Regions from separate parts of the Gossypium hirsutum genome. Here all the other regions are linked to region 1. The links are chromatin contacts, called in public Hi-C maps. All regions are on one chromosome and are shown on one strand. The core of a region is the stretch at or near the end of the contact, and the rest is flanking DNA. Distances in the headings are between cores, read along the strand shown. Region 1 holds the start of LOC107962189 (auxin response factor 7). Region 2 holds the start of LOC107961640 (FCS-Like Zinc finger 13). Region 3 holds the start of LOC107961637 (20 kDa chaperonin, chloroplastic).

Evidence for each region. Hi-C and Micro-C count contacts between places; a contact is called where the count stands out from the background.
Region 2: a Hi-C map of leaf shows a contact between it and region 1, with 2.0 times the contacts expected there. The contact joins the promoter of LOC107961640 here to the promoter of LOC107962189 in region 1. A contact is called at or near these places in 4 of 34 Hi-C or Micro-C datasets (hypocotyl and leaf).
Region 3: a Hi-C map of leaf shows a contact between it and region 1, with 2.6 times the contacts expected there. The contact joins the promoter of LOC107961637 here to the promoter of LOC107962189 in region 1. A contact is called at or near these places in 15 of 34 Hi-C or Micro-C datasets (anther, callus, fibers and 4 more).

Annotation. Positions count from the first base shown.
Region 1 is chrA06:22,325,741-22,328,340 of Gossypium_hirsutum_v2.1, forward strand. It overlaps LOC107962189 (auxin response factor 7), which reads right to left and starts at 1,323. Exons shown (of 13, transcript XM_016898489.2): 1 at 485-1,323. The coding sequence starts at 527.
Region 2 is chrA06:21,422,437-21,425,036 of Gossypium_hirsutum_v2.1, forward strand. LOC107961640 (FCS-Like Zinc finger 13) reads right to left here and starts at 1,293. Exons shown (of 2, transcript XM_016897705.2): 1 at 608-1,293; 2 at 194-484. The coding sequence starts at 1,107. The coding sequence ends at 322. It overlaps LOC107961639 (oligouridylate-binding protein 1), which reads left to right. Exons shown (of 12, transcript XM_016897703.2): 12 at 1-77.
Region 3 is chrA06:21,542,331-21,544,930 of Gossypium_hirsutum_v2.1, forward strand. LOC107961637 (20 kDa chaperonin, chloroplastic) reads right to left here and starts at 1,318. Exons shown (of 10, transcript XM_041115858.1): 1 at 1,036-1,318; 2 at 410-665; 3 at 1-327.

The DNA of each region.
Region 1 (2,600 bases), core at 73-2,572:
CATGAATATTCTTATATAATACTTAATACTTCATATTTGAACTTGACAAAAGTATAATTGTTGTATGTTTTCTTTCTTTTTAACCTTCAATTTGCAAATGATAAATGATCCCAAACCCAAACCTTTCCCCATTAGAATGAGGAAAGTTGCCACTCAGTTACATTAAATTTTACTTTTAGTCTTGTTAAGTGCTTCTTTCCATTTTTATGAAAATGGGATTTATAGGATTTCTCAAAAAGAGATATGACAATTTACACGAACAAATGTAGAGCATTAAAACAAAACTAATACTGAGCAATAATTTATTTAAACTAAAAACAACTTAGACGGGTATGGATGACATAGAAAAATAACCAAATATATAAACTAATAATCAAGAAAATCCCAGACTGCGTAGAACCCAAAGGCTATTTCGACCCAGAAAAAAAAAGCTGAATCAGAGCTAAAAGAAGAAAAAAAAAAGGATCAGTAAGAGAAATCAGACCTTCTGCAGAATTTGCCATAAATCCATTTGGTGGAGCCTTCATGTTTACAATCTCGGATAATTTTTATTTTTTTTACAAAAAGAAAAATCTCTAAGGAACACAACCACTTCTTATGCTCCAACAAAACACAGAAAAGAAATCAACTTTCTTCACCATATAGTTACTTCCAGTCTTTTAGCTATCAACCACAACGGTTCAAAGAAGAATCATTTTAGCGGCATCCCTTGGTAGGAAAATCACCACAAACGCGCTTAAGGAAACGCCGGAGCTTCCATTAATAAATCACAAATCCCAAAAAAGAACTAAAACCCTAACTTAGAAAGCAAAACCAAAGGCAAAAAACCTTGTTCTTTCGCTTTGATTAGCTTGGTAAAAAGCTTTTGAAATGTTGGGTATTTTCAATCACGTGAAAGCATTTACTTCTCCAAAGGAATAAATCAGATTCCAGAGTTGAATCAGTTTAAAAGTAGCCGAAACCGTAAAGAACTAACTGCATGGAACATTAAAAACTGCTCCTCAGCTCATTTGAAGCTCATCGTTCTGTTTTCTAGAATCCGACGAGAAAAAAGAAAAGAAAAAAAGAAAGAAACTTTATGGGATCAAGGAGAAGGAAAAAAAAACACTTGTCGCCTGGAAATCACAGAACCAAAGCGAAAGGCCAAGCAAAAGCAGAGCAAAAAACAGCTTTCTTTTTTTCTTTTCTTTTATAAATTGTGAAACATGCCGACATATAAGAGACTGTGAAGGCTGAACTCTGAAGCAATCAGGCCTTCGGTAAATTAAAGGAAGTAAGGATTTTTTTTCTTTTTTACTTAATGAATTAAAATTGTAATCGTTGCGCGTGTGAATTGGCGAGTGGTGTTAGGCTATTAATAGGCGGACAGTTTAAGTTGGTACCCTTCTTTTCACTGTTTTGGACTTGGGAGGTGCGCGCGTGCGGCCTTGTGGGCGTGCGTAAAGGGTTCTCCTTGGAGTGAAAATAAGTATAGTTGGCGCTCGACTATAGGATAACAGTCTGGTTCAGATCCCTTATCAATTCTCATTTTGCATGGTTGAACTCCAAATGTGGGGTTCATTTAATCCAATAAGTTTTCGTTCAATAGATTAGTTGAAGCTTGTTTGTAATTAAATTTTCATAAATCTACTTATTTGAATCAAAGCATTGTAATGCTCGACTGATAGTTCAATCAAATTTAAATTTTTTGAGTTCAACTCATATAGCTTGCTAGTATTGAGACCCTAATTGTCATTTGAGGTTGTCTTGGTAATTTTATATCTTATTTTCTTCTTATTATCTTTCTAAAGGTTAGTTTAACATTGTTTTTGAAAAGTTTAGTTTAAGATATAAGTGTTTAGTATTACTATTAAAACGTGCTTTTAAGAAACAAAATATTCATTTTAAACATGATATTATCAAGTAATAAATATATATTTAAATAATATTCAAATTAATTAATATTATTATATTTTAGTAAATATATAAAAAATAATTTATTACAACTTGTTGTTAATAATTTACTATATGAAATATAAATTTTAATTATTTTTAAGTAATAAATTTTAATTATTTATAAAATTTAATTAGAATATATAAACTATATTTTAAATAATTAAATATAACCATTAAATATTTGTAATTAGATATGAACTATATTTTAAATAATTAAATATAACCATTAAATATTTGTAATTAGATATGAACATATTTGTATTATTTTAAAAAATACTTTTTTTATTTTTAATTTATAATTTTAACACATTTGTAATTAAACACCAAGAAAAAAAAAGAAAAAATATCATGTTGTTGGAGGGGTGAAAAAATAATTAAACACCAAAAGTGTTTTTTTTTTTGCAAAACTGTTTTTAAAAAGTAAAAAAATTCAGCCAAAATTAAATTGTTTAACACAATTTTTCTTCTAAAAGTGTTTTTCAAGCCAAAATTATTTTTTTAAGCAATATTAAATAAGGCCTTAATTTGGATCAATATAGTTCGGATCAATGTAGTTGGTTCCACGTCGATTCCAATTATACTACTCAATTCCAGTAATAAATTGAAACGATCATTTCTTTCTTTCTTTCTTTCTTTTTTTTGCATCGGTGTAAACTTTAGTTTGT
Region 2 (2,600 bases), core at 43-2,542, 900 kb before region 1:
AAAACAATTCCTTTGCTAACTAATGTCTTTTGTGATCATTATCGTATATGAGATAGCTTCATATTTCTACCTCTCTACCAACAGACCATGGATTTAGCTTTCAGTTTATAATTATGAACATCAGAATCTTCTCTCATTTTATCTTCAAAAATGAAAACTGCGAAAGGATGTTCATTTCTTATCAAACCCAATATTTCTCATTTAGCTTTCTGTTTTTATTATTCTTAATAAAGTTATTCTTAATCCTCATAAAGGTATATGGTATTTCTCCGATAGATATAATTACATACGCAGGAAGAACCCCCATATGAGGACTGGAAGCTAAATTGCAAGAATCCCAGTTGAGAAGAAGATATCCCCAGACTCATAAGAGGAGGTTGTGACTCTTGCAGATCTTGAAACTTCTGATCTGCACTGTTCTTTCCTCTCATCCATCATTATTTGAGTTGACCTACACTCTGAACTGCAAAACGCTTTTTCCCCTCTGAAAACAACACATATCATTAACAACAGAATTATCAGTTTCTCTCATGTAATTAATTACCATATGGAAACAAGCAAGCAGAGATTGGGTAATTAAAAAAGGGGTAAAAGGGTGTGTGTTTACCTATACATGTAAATGTCTTGGCCATGCAGCTTTTTCCTGCATAGGTGACAACAACTGAGAAAATCTGAAGTTGGGTAAGCAACCTCTTCCACAAATCTTGGTGCTGGAGCTGGGGTTTCACAGTTACTTTTTCTCCTTTCTTCACCTCCATCATAATACACCTTTGTAGACGACTTGCCAGATCCATGGGTAGTCACATACGTAAAATCCTCCAAACTTTCCATCTCTAAATTCTTCCCACCAGATTTCACAACAATTACATTTGAGCTACAAATAGTATGCCTGCAGGAATGGGTACTACACTTGTTATCTAGTGCAACAGCAATCCCTAGTCCAACCCCACCAACATCATATCTCTTCGAACTTCTAGGTGATGGTGTCTTCAAATCTAGTGGACTCCTAGGGCTTGTAACAACAGCATCCAAAAATACGGGTTTTTTGCCGGAAACCAATAATTCAGACAATTTCCCCATCATCGGACGTGGTCTCTTCCCTGACATTACTTGACTAAAAGAGAAATCAAATCTATGTTAAGAGGTGGAGAATTCGGAGAGATATTTGAAGCGCTCTCTCTCTCTCTCTTCCACAAGAGGCAGCCAATGTTTAAGAAAGCCACTATAAATTTATGGAGGAGTGGAGTGGAGTGGAGTGGGTGATAGACTTAGCCCATGGTTTAGTTTGGAATTATATTATTATTATTATTACTATTATTATATGACTCATAATTGCTACTTTGCAATTACCAATTTCAACTATTTAATTTTAATGTTATTTTATGTAGGCTTTTTTCTTAAATTCATCCTTAAACTATACTCTAATTTAAAATTACTCCTTAAACTTTTTTTTAAAACTATCAATTGTCTCATTTTATACAAAAGGCATATGATATTTAATAAGTAAATGTCACGTGTCATGTTCTTATTAGATGATATTATTTTTTGGTAAACTAAGATAAAATTGATAGTTTAAATACAATAAAATTCCAAGGATAAATATGAAAATTGAGTTATAGTTAAGGGACAAATTTATAATAAAAGTTTTTATGTAGAAAATGATTTTATGAAAAGGGTCGCTTTTGAGGTGGGACCAATCTTTTATAATGTGTTTGTCTAATGATTGAGACGTGATCTCGAAAGCTATGGCCCACATGCGCCCCCCCTGCACTTACCACAATAAAAGATTCTTCGCCCATTCCATCATCGCCGTTTAACTTCTGGTACGTGGCGCAAATCTATGGGTGATGTTGCATTGCAATTATTGCTGAAGATATTGATTATTTTCTTTTCTTTTTTTTTAAAATTAGTATCGAAATTATTTTCCGAATCATTCTTTTGTGCAGTGTTCAATGTTCGTAATGTTTCCAAACTTTTAAAATAAATATTTTCTCTATTAAATTTTAAAATTTGATCACTTCATTAATATTTTAACTTATTTTAAATGTTACTGATAATGAAGCAGTTTTTTTCATACATGTTGCTTACGGAAAATTTAAGAGTATATCTGAGGGAAAAATTAGGGATGTATGCTGAAATTTTAATTATCTAGTGGTAAAAATACGTTTACAGAAAAGCGTTTTTAACAAAAAAAAAAAGAAAAAGAAAAAGGAAATGGCTTAATATAATATTTGATTTTTAAATTTATAATTTTTTTAATTTGGTATCTAAACTTTTTTGGGCCCAATTTGATACCTGAATTTAATATTTTTTTATAATTTGGTACCTAAGCTTTTTTTAAGCACAATTTGATACCTCAATTTATTAAATGTTATACAAATTACGTAAAATACTAATAATATGAAATTTTTGTAAGAGTATGCTCAAAGATCAATAATGAGATGGTTGTAATAACATATTTTATTTATCATGTTTTAATATAAGATGTTACCATTATTATTTCAGTTTTTTTTTCTGTGTGTATAAATAAACTGTTTTATAATAATGTCCTAAAAATAATATGATTGTTCTTAAAAGATCATTAGTCTAGTATTATTGTT
Region 3 (2,600 bases), core at 68-2,567, 780 kb before region 1:
AATTTTGTTAGCAAAGTCCACTCATGAAGACTTTCAGGTGTGGAGAGGGGAGTCATTTAGAAACTGCTCAGTAAGAAGTGCCTATAAACTATTACAGGATACTACATTGAATCCTAGTAATTATATACAGGCCGATACTAAAAATTTTTACAAGAAATTGCGGAACCTATACATGCCTTCGAAATTCAAAATTACAATGTGGAAAATTTTGTGGAATTACATCCCCACTTTTTTCTAATCTGAAGATGAGAAGAGTAATGGTTGAGGATCAGTGTATTAGATGCCATCAAGGTGAAGGAGACAGTAACCATGTCTTCTGATTGTACCCTACAACGAAGGAAGTGTGGAGACATTTAAACTTCTCATGGGTTCTTAATAATAGCAATCCAGATTTTTGGACTTGGCTTACTTTGGTTTTCAATCAAGGGACGAATGAGCAATGTAGAATCTTTTGTTGCGGACTCTGGTTAATATGGACAAATAGAAACAAGTTAATCTATGAAGGCAAATCAAGCACCAGTCAAGATATCTCAAAACAAGTTACCAGTTACATTTCAGAGTTGGATGGTATAGAGGACAAAGTACTTATCTTGGAAGCAAAAACGAGACCCATACAGAACATGTAGAGGGCGAAGGTGGCTATCTATTTTGATGCGGCTTTTGACCTACAAAATTTTAGATCTACATCAAACCTAGTTGTTAAAGATGAGGGGGTAGAATCATAGCATTAAAATCAACTCTTCATTTCAACGTTGCATCTCCGTTTGGGTGGAAGCACATGTAGGATTTCAAGCAAAAAAATTAGGGATTCATATGGGTTTTCATACTCTGGACATACTAGGAGACTCGAGAACGATAATAACAAAATGTCAAAGTGCAGATCGTGACAGATCAAATATCGGAGCAATTATCGGTGACATTCAAAGTCTAAAGACACATTTCCAAGAAATCAGATCCCATTTCATCCCAAGGACAAAAAATACATGCGCTCATCTATTAGCAAAAGCAGCACTCAAGAATGGCAAGGAACAATACCTAGAGGGAGGGATTCCACAATCGATTAGAAGAGAAATAGAGAAAAATTTCCGGGAACTTTCAAATTAAAAGAGAAGAAGAAACGACTAAGACCATCGGAATGAAAGAGGAAAAGAAGAGTTTGTGACTTTTGAAATGGAAGAAAAGCAAATGGTTCTGTTTTGGAAATAAAGTAGATAAGCAAAAGATTTTTTTCAGAAGATCTGCTTCGCTTTACAGCTGTCTCGGGGATATGAATTGGCAGTATCATTATGATGGCCAGCTGTACCCGACGACTGGAGTATAGATATAGGTTTATTATTTCAGTTCAGTTTTTATTTTTGAATTTATGGGCCAATCTGATGGCGGCCAGTTTTTGTTATTTGTTTTCTTAGGCCTACTTAGCTAGAGTTAACCGAATCCAACATATGGGATATTTTTTTGTTTAAGATTTGAATTCATTAATCCAATTGAATTTTTTTTTAAAAGTATAGTCCCTCTTAAATCCATAAATAAAAAAATAATGCATTTTAACGCACTCAAACTCATATTTTTCTATATTGACATTAATATTCATATCAATCAAACTAATGCTAAATCAACAATAGATGAATATTTAGTAATTGTTTTCAAAGTTAAAAGCACAACCATAGGTACTGAAATGCATAAAAAGCGGTCCATAATTATAACGAAAAAAGAGTATACTTCACAAAAAATATTGATGTGTGGCGCAAAAAAGAACATCATTTGTCACAAAAAGAATCATCATTCACCAGTGTACTTTAAACTTTTTTTTAAAATTTTCTTTAAATTTTTTCAATAATATTATTAATTTCCACTGATTTCTTTTCAAATTTTTAATTTTTTTATAAATTTTATAATTCATATGTTTTTTTCTAGATTATATATATATATATTCTAAACTTTTATATATTTATTTCCATTTTTACATTTTTAATGTGTATATACAATTAATAAAGAAAATAGTTATTTTTGTATATAAAGGCACCTCGTGGTATTTTTTTAATTGGCTATGAGAAAAATTGGATTAAAAAAATATCACGAAGGTATATTTTAGGTATTAAATTGAAAATTCAAGTGTTTTTAAGGTATAAAATTGAGGGAAAAAAATAAGGATTAAAACGAGAAAACAAGTATACTTTAGGAGCTAAAATGAATGAAGCCTAAAATAAATAAAAACATATTATGTGTATATTAAGTCAAGTAGATTGAGGAAACATAATGGGAAATGGAATGTATTTACTTTCTTTGGGTTTGCAAGGTTAATAATACCGTAAGTTGTGATACCTTTTTGAAGAATAACTTGGATTGAAAAAAAGAATTGAGTTTTACTATTGATGAAGTTTACTAATTTGTTTTGGCTCCTGTTAGACGATTGAACTCTATGGTTGTCCATAGGAACACATTCATACTGACATGCCTGTAATTAAAAATGCCATCGGAATTATACTCACAAAAGGATTAGCATATGCCTAAATATAGAAAAAATTGCAGAATAATGAGATCCTTTTGATGCCAATAATTGGTAAGTGTTTTATTTGATGGGGTCGCTTATAAATATATCG